2 separate regions of the Mus musculus genome follow, and region 1 is linked to region 2. Evidence: chromatin contacts called from public Hi-C data. All regions are on one chromosome and are shown on one strand. Each heading gives the region's core, a stretch centred on a gene start, on an enhancer-like site or on the middle of the called end of the contact. The rest is flanking DNA. Distances are from core to core; before and after follow the strand shown.

Region 1 (5,576 bases), core at 3,076-5,575, 110 kb after region 2:
TTGTTTTTGTTTTGAGACAGGGTTTCTCTGTGTAGCCCTGGCTGTCTTGAAACTCACTCTGTAGACCAGGATGGCCTAGAACTTAGAGATCTGCCTGCCTCTGCTTCCAAAGTGCTGGGATTAAAGGCATGTGCCACCACTGCCCGACAACAGAACAGTTTTAACTGATATTTATTCTGCTTGGTCCTAAACAGAACTTATGGTTGCGGAATTTCTTAAAATTAACAAACTTCAGACTATACAGAACATAACAGGGTATATGGTCAGTCTGACCCTGTTGTGAGTCAAACTATTTTTCTGCATCACTGACTGGCAGGCATAGAACAAAATGGCTACAGCTATGCTATTGAGGAAGGCTCCACACTATCTTTTCGTGGGCTCCAGGATAGAACTAGAAAATTAGGTATTTATGGCAAATACTTTTACCCACTGAGTCATCTCTCCAGCCTAGGATTCCTTTTAAGAATATGAATTCGACAAAAGCAGAATTTCCCTGAAGGTACGAGAGGAAGCAGGCAGTGGTGTTGCACACCCGTAGCCCCAGTTCTTGGGAGGCAGATTCATGTGAGTTCAAGGCCAGCCTGGTCTACAGAGTGAGTTCCGCTGCAGCCTGGGCTACACAGAGAAACCCTGTCTTGAAAAATTAAACAAAAATGGGGGGGAACCCCCAAAAGAAATGATAATAATTAGGCTGTTTGAAGTTTTTTTAAAAAGATTATTTATTTATTTATTTATTTATTTACTTTATATTTAAGTACACTGTAGCTTTCTTCAGATATACCAGAAGAGGAAATCAGATCTCATTACAAATGATTGTGAGCCATCATGTGGTTGCTGGGATTTGAACTCATGACCTCTGGAAGAGCAGTCAGTACTCTTAACCACTGAGTCATCTCTCCAGCCCTGAAGTTTTTTTTTTGGTTTTTTGAGACAGGGTTTCTCTGTGTAGCCCTGGCTGTCCTGGAACTCACTTTGTAGACCAGGCTGGCCTCGAACTCAGAAATCTGCCTGCCTCTGCCTCCTGAGTGCTGGGATTAAAGGCGCATGCCACCACACGCAGCTTTTCTGTTTTTGTTTTTTAATGTCTTCATTTTCTTACTGAAAACAATAACTCTGGAAATCTAATGAACATTATAAGTTTGAGCATTTAAACATAAAACCAGAAATAACATGAACTCTTCAATGATGTAGTTGTTTAAACACACTTCTCTATGCATCGTTTCACGTTAGAGGACTGTTAACATCTGCCGGCCCCTAGAATAGCTGTAGCCATTTTGTTCCGTGTCTGTCAGCTATTACATATTGTTGCTGTAACATGGCTACCAGTCACTGATGCAGAAGAATCACTTGACTCAGAGCTAGGTTTTGCTGACCATATCGCCTGTTATATTTAGTATGTTCTATATGACTTTTGTTAATCTTAAGAAAGTCCACAAAGCTTCACTTAGGACCCATCAAATCAAAGGTCAATATGAACAGTTCTGTCTAAAACGGCTTGAGTCAGAACTGACCGCTGACTGGGCAACTTCCTGCACCTGTGTATGAACTTACTGTGGTTTTGCAATATTTTCCTTTATAAGCCTGAGAACAGACTGGTACCACAATTAGGTTCCTGATCCCTTTTTGTGTTCCTGATCTGCTCAGTACTGGGATGTAGGTTCAATAAACTATTCTTGATTAACTGAGATTGGTGTTCTTATGGTTTTTGTGGCAATTTCTGAGCCCCAAGAAGGAGTCCCCTAGTTTACTGTGTTATTTTGCTTTCATGAGTACATGGAAAAATCCATTTGGATTTGGTTGATTGTTTCCCTATTACTAGATTTACGTTAAACATTTTTTCCAGGACTACTCCAAAGATGCTGTGCCTGCACACATGGTTTCCATCAGGCGGCAAGATATTGAGTTAATTTGGCTGTTCTGGAACTCTCCACCAAGCCTGCCTTGAACTCAGAGATCTGCCTGCTTCTGCCTCCCAAATGTTGGGATTAAAGCTGTGGGCCACCACTGCCTGGCTCAACTCCAGTCTTCACGTTTGCATAGCGAGCAGTTTAAACCGCTGAGTCATCTCACTAGGCTGGTACCTTTACATTGTCAAAATTTTAACTATTTATGGCATGATTTTTTTGACCTTACATAGAGCTCTGCGTGTGTGTGTGTGTGTGTGGGGGGGGGGCAGGGCATGGCATGAGAGTGGAGGTGGGAGGACAGCATGTGGGACTTTGTTCTCCCCACACAATGTGGAATCTGATAGTTTCCCCACTGAAAGAGAAGACTTCCTGGCTTCCCTTGTGGATTAGGGAAGCCATTTCTACCCCTGGAAGGAATTTTGGCCACCGGCATATGTCGATGACAAAAGTGTCCCTTTACCATGAATAGACATAGTTCCACCTAAGGTCAGACCAAGGCTCATTTCCAGTTTCTCTGTGGACTGTATAATTTATTCTTCATGAGAGGATTTAGCGCAATGGTTCTCAACCTGTGGGTTGAGACCCCTTCAGAGTTGCCTAAAACCATCAGAAAATAGAGATATTTACATTATAATTTATGACAGCAGCACATTTACAGTATAATGTAGCAATGAAAATAATTTTATAGTTGGGGGGGTCACCACAACATGAAGAATGTAATAAAGGGTTGTAGCATTAGGAAGGTTGAGGAACCACTGAGTGAGATCAATATTCTCTCCAGCCTGGGTTCAAAGCACAACCTAGTGCTTTAAGAATATAACCTAGCCTCTACAAAGGCCTGCACTTACCTTGAAGCCTACAAGGACCATCTTTTCTAAAAATTCCCAAAGCCTCTAAACAACTGATCTAGTTAAGAGATATGCTTAATTGCTGTATGTGTTGATCTAGAGATCTGTCCATCAAAGAAAGGAGTGGAGCTGGCTTCTTTACTCTTCCTTAATTAGTCCATGTTACATGTAAATTATTTATTACAGATTTGACAAGCTGACTCCTTTCATCTTTCCTCCGTTGGTTGAGCGTATGGAATGAGAATGTAGAAATTTTTAAAAGATTCTGTTAATAGGGTTAATTAAAAAAATTTTGGTTGTTCAGTTTTAACTTTGCAAAATAAGAGATTTACTTTTGACACGGCAGTCACTGACTTGGGTAGTAACATGGGCTGTTTCTAAAATATTTTTCCTGATTCTCACCCCCCCCCCCCCCAAAATCTTTTTTGTGACAGCAACTAGGCTAACATTGCAGCTTAGGAAGGACTGTGACATCATACTGAACAATACTCATTTTGTAACTAAAGGAAAAGACTTCCTGAAAACACATCAGAGGGTACTTTGCAAGAAATTTTAGTTGGACTTAGTTGTAAACACTGTAACATTGACCTCACTGGAGAGAAAAGTCCTGCATTGGTGATGGCTATTTTGTTTCTGTCTAGTGGCATACATACTTCAGAAACAGATGTTGCTCATCTACTGCTCCTCCAAACCATCACAAACAAGATTTTTTTTTCTACCAGTCAATAAACAATTTAGAGGTGTTTACATTCCTAAGTTTTTCAGCTACTTTAGAAATGAGTACATTGGAATACGAACAAAATTGCTTTTGGTAGTTCACACTGTTTTCATGTGTATCTTTGGATTCTCAGAAGCAACCAAGTTTCTAGTTACAGTGTTCCCGGAGATCAGTGGAGTGCTGGCTGGATTACTATTTTGTATTTAGATAAAAGGACAGTTTACACCTAAATTTTAAGATTTCAGTCGAGTGGTGATGGCTCAAGCCTTTAAATCCCAGCACTTGGGAGACAGAGGCATGCTAGATCTCTGAGTTTCAGCCACCCTGGTCTACAGAGCCCCAGAGCATCCAGAAATAGAAACACCCTGTCTTGAAAAGAGAAAAAAAAATAAATAAATATAATTGTAGGTACTGTAGTGACTCGTTTATAATGCCAATTTTACTATAGGTAGTCAGCGTGGCTCGGCTTTAAACTTAAAACCTCGACACCTAGACGTCAGCCTATAGTATTGGTAAAGCATGCTATTTTCTAGTGTGTTGTGTGGGATTTGCGGACACTCAGTCCCAACGTGGACTGTGGGAGAGAAAGCTGTTTCTGCTCTCCAGTAAAGCGTTTGGGAACATTCAAAATGCCAAGGCCATGACATCACATGTTCTTTATCTTCTTGATAGGAAAGCTGGTAAATGTTCTGGGGCAAGTGAATTTTGTAAACAGGTCATTACGAAGATATTAACAAGGTTTACGGGAGCCTGGTAAGACCTTCGTCACCACAACTCAATAGGGCACTGGAGAGATCAGGACTGGACAGCCGCACTGTGCCCCAGGGAACTGGGGGAGGCAGGGCAACTCCTTCCCCCCCACCTCCACCCAACTCGCTGACCACGTGGTACCGCAGAGCGGCAGACAAGCGACGTTAGTGTCCCCTGCCCCAGCTAGGAAAAGCCGCGGCTTTTCCGCCAGAGAGCATACGCTGGGACTAACAAGTTTCGGGTTGGGACTCATCCAGCCCCGAGGAGTGTCCACTGATCAGTTTCTGGGAAAGCCAGCAGGGAGCCGCGCTGGGCGGGGGAGAGAACCGGGTGGAGCGGAAGTGCACAAACCGGAAGCCGTCATCTAGCCCCGCCCACCCGCTCGCGCGGCGCCCTCCTCCCATCCTGTGGGCGTGTCTAACTCGCTCTCTGGCTTCTGTCCCTGCGAGCGCTGACGCTGCTCCTCTTCTGGTCCCCGCAGCGCCAGCCTCCTGTGACGCCAATAGCCGAGTCCTTATCCAGTCTGGCCGTGGGCCTCGGGGGTGGGCTGAGTGACCAGTTGCTTCTCCTGTGCCTTGGCCTCCAAGCACTTAAATTGAACAGTTTTTAGAGTTTCTTCAAACTTTAAATGTACCCATTTCTTGTGTGAAACTATTATTAATCCCCTCCCAAGCTGGGGGCTTCCGTTGAAAGGAAACAACAAGAAAATAGGTCAATTAGATGTATTTGGAAACGTTGAGCTGTATTTATGCCTTCCCTCTAAACTGGAGAGAGCGTGGAGGCTTTCTGTAAGAAGGCTGGGATAAGACACCTTAGCCTAGCTTGAAAAGATTAATGTAATTTTTAATTTTCTTTTGGATTGTCCTATCCAAGTATTGCGTCTTGAAAGGCTGGACATGAAAAGCAGCTGAGTTTTAGAGAATAGTTAATTGTCTTAAAAAGGCCAGAAGGCTAATTTAAGTGAACAAAAGCCACCGCCTTCAGGCCAACTTGAATAAGGCGCCTTTAAATAAGCGGTGTCTGAGTGTGCCCCACCCCCACCCAGGCTCTGCCTGCTTTTGTCTTTTTTCTCTTTACTACTGTTATTAGTTCACTTCCTAAATTCCCTTTTGTCTCGACTCCCCTCCCTATTGCCACTTCCTTTGTTTTGTTTTCAACACTATCAGATCTTTGGCTGCTTTCCTGATGATTGAGCTGTCCTTTTTATCCTGCCCTTTAAATCCCCACAAACCTAAATTGCAGGGTTAAAGAAAACATGTTCATAAGGGTGTCAAAAGACAAAGAATTTTCATATAGTTGTTTTGTGTATAAGTCTAGAATTGGGCAACATTTCATCTATAAAATGGGTGTTCT
Region 2 (5,114 bases), core at 2,110-4,609:
ACCTACCTTAGGCAGCACGGATTGCCATTGTCAAAGAGCTGAAGTTTAAGAAGCCTTGCCTAGAGCGTGTCTTAGCCTCTCACCAGCCCAGCTGTCGCTGACTAAACAGAAATAAGCAGAACAGAGCAAGAACAACCTGAAAACCTGCACGGAGTCCTCAGCCATCAACACTTAATGTAGTAGCCAGGAATGATAGCAGTACTTGTCTGTGATCCCAGCACTGGAAAATCAGAAGCAGGAAAACCAGGGGTCTGACACAATGCTGGACTTACATGCAAAGTTTGAGGCCAGCCTGAAGTCAATAACAATAGTAATAGTAATAATAATAATAATAATAATAATAATTCAGTCCTAGTGACTCCCTTTGACAAGTCTGAAGTCCACCGGGTATCTAGCCTCTCTGTGTCACTTCCAGTGACAAAAAGCATTAAGTGGAATCCCAGTCCCCTGAAAGTCGCCCATCTCAGATGGGCAGCCATGACTGGGCAGAGGTAGAAAGGTGATGTAGACACTAAATAAGAAGTAAAGGCTCAAGCCCTGTGCACGCCAGGAGCTGAGCATGATGAGGGACAATGGGGGGGTGGGGGGGAGTCAGGTTATCCCAGGGGACTAGGTGGCATTAAAGGAATATAAGAGAAAGGCTGGGCGAGCGTCCATACGCACCTCCATTATCCTCTTACTCTCACTAAAATATTCAACCCGTGCTTCCAGGCACAGGAAGATAAAGACAGCATATTCCCACTCTCTGAGTGCTAGCAGCCAAGCCAGGATGATGCAATTCAAACACAAAGAAGCAGAATACAAAAACACCTTTTGGAGAGAGAGGTACAGCAGGTGCCCGTCACAATGTTTAGAAAAAGAAGGAAAGCTCCCATGTGGTGGAACCACATGGAGATTGGACCTTAGTCAGCTGATGGCCCTGCTGGGACCGACCTGAGCTTGCCCAGGAGCCCAGGGCAGGGTCACAACAGGGGTCAGCCATCCTACTGACAAGAATTTCCATGGATGGGTAAGGAGCAGGCGTCAGGCAGGGAGTTCTGGCTCAAAGCATCCTTCCTGGCTGGTCTTTGGCTACTCAACAAAACTCTCTGAGCTGTGCTTTCTTGTTCATTTCTCTTTCCAAGCAACAAAAGTCTGATCAATCATCATTCAGAACTTCACACTGCAGGAAGGAAGCCTCGAGGACATCAATGACAAGACGATCAGTATCCATTCGGTTCCAGGAGAACCAGCAACCCTCCCTTACTCACAAGCTTCATCCAGCAACAGCAGCTACCTAGGTGAAAAGCCACTGGCTTTGAAGATGTGCTAGGAATTCCAGTGGCCGAGCTGCTTTCCAGGGCTGCTAACAAGCATTGGGACTGACTGCCCCGTGAGCTCTCTCCTCTGACAATGAAGCAACAGAAAGGTCAGCGGCCGGACACAGAAAGAGGAGAAGGGTCCTGAATAAACACAGACAGTTTAATCAACCATGAAGAAACCCAAGAGTTGACTGAAAGTGCTTTGTCAGGGCAGAAGGGAGGGCCTCTGCCCTCGGAGAAAGGCGAGGAAGGTTGGAGGTCACCTCACTGACCACAGAGGCTGCCTTGGTGCAAATGTTAGTGGGAAGACTCACAAAAACCAGAAGGGCTTAGAGAGAGAGAAAGGGAGGGGGGAGAGAGGGAGCAAGAGAGAGGGAGGGGAAGGGGAAGCCAGCATTTGGGCGTTTTCCAGAGGACTGGGCAAACAAATGTTCCCTGGAAAGAAGACAAAAATATCTTAGTTCAATAGGAAGGGAAGACACATCTACCGTGAGGACTGGAGAATCCGTTAGCCCCTCAGGTTTTCATCCTTCAGGCCTGTCATCTCTGATCCCGGATTCCTTGGGGTATTTGAAAAATTGCTTTATTTGAATTACATCAGTGTCTTTTACATTTAAAACCATCAAGGTCAAACTATGTTGATATGTGGAAGGGAATTTAGATGAAGGGGGGGGGGGGGTGAGTCCTCTCTCTGGCCCTGTAATTACTTTCTTTGTAAGCCTGAATACCCAATCAGATGAATGTCTTCTCCACGCATCTTGTCACCTTTAAACAAAGGAATCTGGAAGCCACAGCAACATCTGTGTCCAAATATAGCCAAGCCTGTTTATTTTATTTTAATTGAAAATCAAATGACTTTAGATGAACAAATCATTTAGAAACAGCACATTTTTAGGTAATTCTTAAGATCATTTTGCCAACCAAGAAAGCAGCTTGATGTCAGGCTGTCTTCATAGGATCTTCTGAGCTGTGATGCTATCAGCGTGAAATCAGGGAGAGCATTCAAAAAAAAAAAAAAATCAGGGATGGCTTGAAGTGATTTGCACAAGAATTCTCGTTCCACAGGAAACCCACGTTCTAGACACAGGCTGACCCTTCCCTTGTAAGTAAGCTCACTCACGTCATTTGCTTACTTTTTTCTCAGCACAATTAAAGATGCAATTCATTAAAAGTCACAAAACGTTGTTTTGACAGACATTTCTATTAATGCTAGCAAACACGGAGCCAGTTCTAAGCCAACGCCGCCCTCACCTCTGCAAGTGGGAGAGTGGCTTTCAGACCCTCAGAGTTCCCATGAGTGACTCACACCTGCAGTGATCTTCCAGTCTGGGGTCTGGCCTGACAAATGCTTATTCCTTTAGGCTCACTGTGGTTTCTTTTAGAGGCAAGCCTGTGTGCTCAACAGTTTATGAAAGGGTAATAGGAACAGGAAGATAGTCGTGTTGTTTTTTCCTCGACCCTTGAGGATTAAGAATAAAAATTAAGCCAATTAAGGGGCCCCGATTGCCCTGAATGTCTTAGGAGGAAATGACTTTTTAAGGCATGTGGGAGTTATTAAAAAAAATATATCCCTTGGAATATTTCCTTCTGTGTGTTGATACACAGAGGCCTGTGGAATGGGCTCTCAGAAGGAAACAGTGACTTGGATAGAAACCACGTTGCTGTTGTAAATAGAAAGAGGTCAAGAGAGAGGTCGTATGCAGTTTTCCAGTTATCTTCTCATTGTGAGAAGTCACTGAATTCAGATACATCATGAATACTCTGGATAATGAAGGATCCCCCCAAACCATGTGTGGTAAGAAAAACATCAGGGATCTTTCTTTTTTTTTCTTCCTTCCCCCCCTCCTCCCCTTTTATTCTATTTATTGACATTCACCTTGAACCGTACAGTTTGGTTGTCATACTTTTCGGTGTCTGATGTCACAGGCAAACCATGCAGTATCAATGAGACTGTGACAGGCCGGAAGAGAGAGGCTTAGCCTCGCCTTTTGCATAGCACAAACAGCCTAGTGTGTTGGTGTGAGGCTGATTGCCTTGTGAGGGACCGGCCTCCTGCCTGGGATGTTCTCCGTCCTCTGTCTGCCCCCTAGTGGAAAGGTGAGGAATATGTGGGAGTTCGCTGAGGGTGTCTGAACGGAATCTGAAGTAAGGCTTCTTGAGACCTTCCTTCTACAGCCCCGTTTTCAAGCATGGCCTCTTCTTCACTCGGAGGAGAAGAACGCCAGCTCATTGAGTATTCTGCAGCCTCCCTAGAATGAATACCTCCATTTTGGTGTGCTTTTTCTAAGGCCTTCAGTCTGCCTGTGACAACCCTAATCCCCACGTCACGACACTTTCGCATGTGCAATCAGCGCCAGACACTTTTCCCAGGACGTGAAAATTATTCTTAGAGTCCCACAAACTAAAGAGTCCCACAGCACAGTGCTGTGCTGTTGAGCATGCTGCCACCACAAAAGCCCTGCGTTTCCCAGAATGTGTCTCTGGGATTTGTCATTTATTCACGAGAAACCTGCTGGTTGCCAGACACTTGGTTCTGGAGACACACAAACACTTGGCCAAGGCTCCTTCCTAGGGAAGCCTGTGGCCCAGAGAAGGAACAGTCTATCCTTGATTGCCACAGGATTCGGTCTGTGTTCCTACATACCCACGCTGCGCTGCAGTAGCAAAACCCATGGGGGCAGAGCCAGGGGATTGGTTCCAAATTCTAGTCACAACAAAGCTAAGCCAGCGAGTGCTTTGTTCAAATGACTCAGGTAGATAAATGAGGCCAGCACAGGCCGTCCTGACACCACACACCTCTAGAATGCCCTGGCTGTGCTCGGAGCCTCTGATGTCACCCGGTATTTTCATCCCTCCCCAAGTCAGAGTGTTCTGTGTCAGCTATGCGGATGTTGCTAAGGGGCTGGCCAGTTTCGCGGTGCGCTCCCTTAGCCGACCTGCATGCTCTCCCTGCTCTGGTGGCAGTCGGCTCGTGCCAGCCCTCCGCACTGCTTCGCTCATTTCAAGCCTCACTTTGGTTTTTGTTTTCTTCTTGAATCCCATTTTCTGCATTGCTGATTCCCAGATATGAAAGACCTAGAAAGGACGGATGAGCATTTCAATGACCCCAAAGCACTCTGTGTCGGGTATACAGACTCATACTTAAGGGTAATGGTGTTATTATTGGTATCGGAAATGCTGGAAGAAGAAAAACAAGATTGATATTCGAGGCTTCTGGCTCATGACAAGAATTAATGCAGAGAGGGTGGAGTCAGTGCTAGCTTGATAGTGAGACATCCAATGCAGGAGGATGCCTGCACAGAGCCCGGACAAGATGGCCTGTTTCCTGGGCCTGAGGTGTTGTGTTCCTCTCTCACTGATGCCCAAATTGGGTGAATGGTCATCTTCGCTAGTCCTCTCAGGCCTCCTTGAGAAACGGAATTGGGAATGGAGGCCAATTAGCCACCACCATACTTTTAGATGTAAGATATTTTAACAGATAAGAAAAGAGTATTTGCCATTACAAAACTTCTGAGAGAGATGGCAATCTAGGAGAAGTGGGACATAAAGGGAGGGGGGAGGCCAGCTGATTATTGTCCCATCAGAGGCCACCTGAAAAATCTTCCACACTTGGAGGAAATTAAATCCCCCTCTGCTGGGTGCCATGCCATACCAACAGGGGCAGGAACAGCAATGGCAGTCACCCAGGGCTCTGCAGATGGCAGTAATGTGAAAGCCGGGTGCCCTGAGAAAGGGGTCCCGGATAGCATGCTCCCACTCAGTCCTTTCTACCCTTCAGGGAGTACTGCAGTCTCCATGTGTGGAGGCCTGGTG

The links. A called contact is a pair of places that touch in the nucleus more often than the background predicts.
Region 1: a contact with region 2 is called in a Hi-C map of uterus, with 9 times the contacts expected there. The contact joins two enhancer-like sites. A contact is called at or near these places in 24 of 484 Hi-C or Micro-C datasets (the C10 cell line, the G1E-ER4 cell line, the HPC-5 cell line and 18 more).

Annotation. Positions count from the first base shown.
Region 1 is chr3:65,970,241-65,975,816 of GRCm38.p6, forward strand. No RefSeq gene overlaps it. Among named protein-coding and RNA genes, the nearest start is that of Ccnl1, 15 kb to the left of the region's middle. Within about 2 kb of position 4,326, at least 437 of the 459 cell types and tissues checked have an H3K27ac peak or open chromatin away from gene starts, as enhancers often do. A contact at or near this core is called in the N1E-115 cell line, brown adipocytes, cerebellum and 4 more, where this site is marked.
Region 2 is chr3:65,860,117-65,865,230 of GRCm38.p6, forward strand. No RefSeq gene overlaps it. Among named protein-coding and RNA genes, the nearest start is that of Gm35039, 66 kb to the right of the region's middle. Within about 2 kb of position 3,360, at least 111 of the 459 cell types and tissues checked have an H3K27ac peak or open chromatin away from gene starts, as enhancers often do. A contact at or near this core is called in the N1E-115 cell line, brown adipocytes, cerebellum and 4 more, where this site is marked.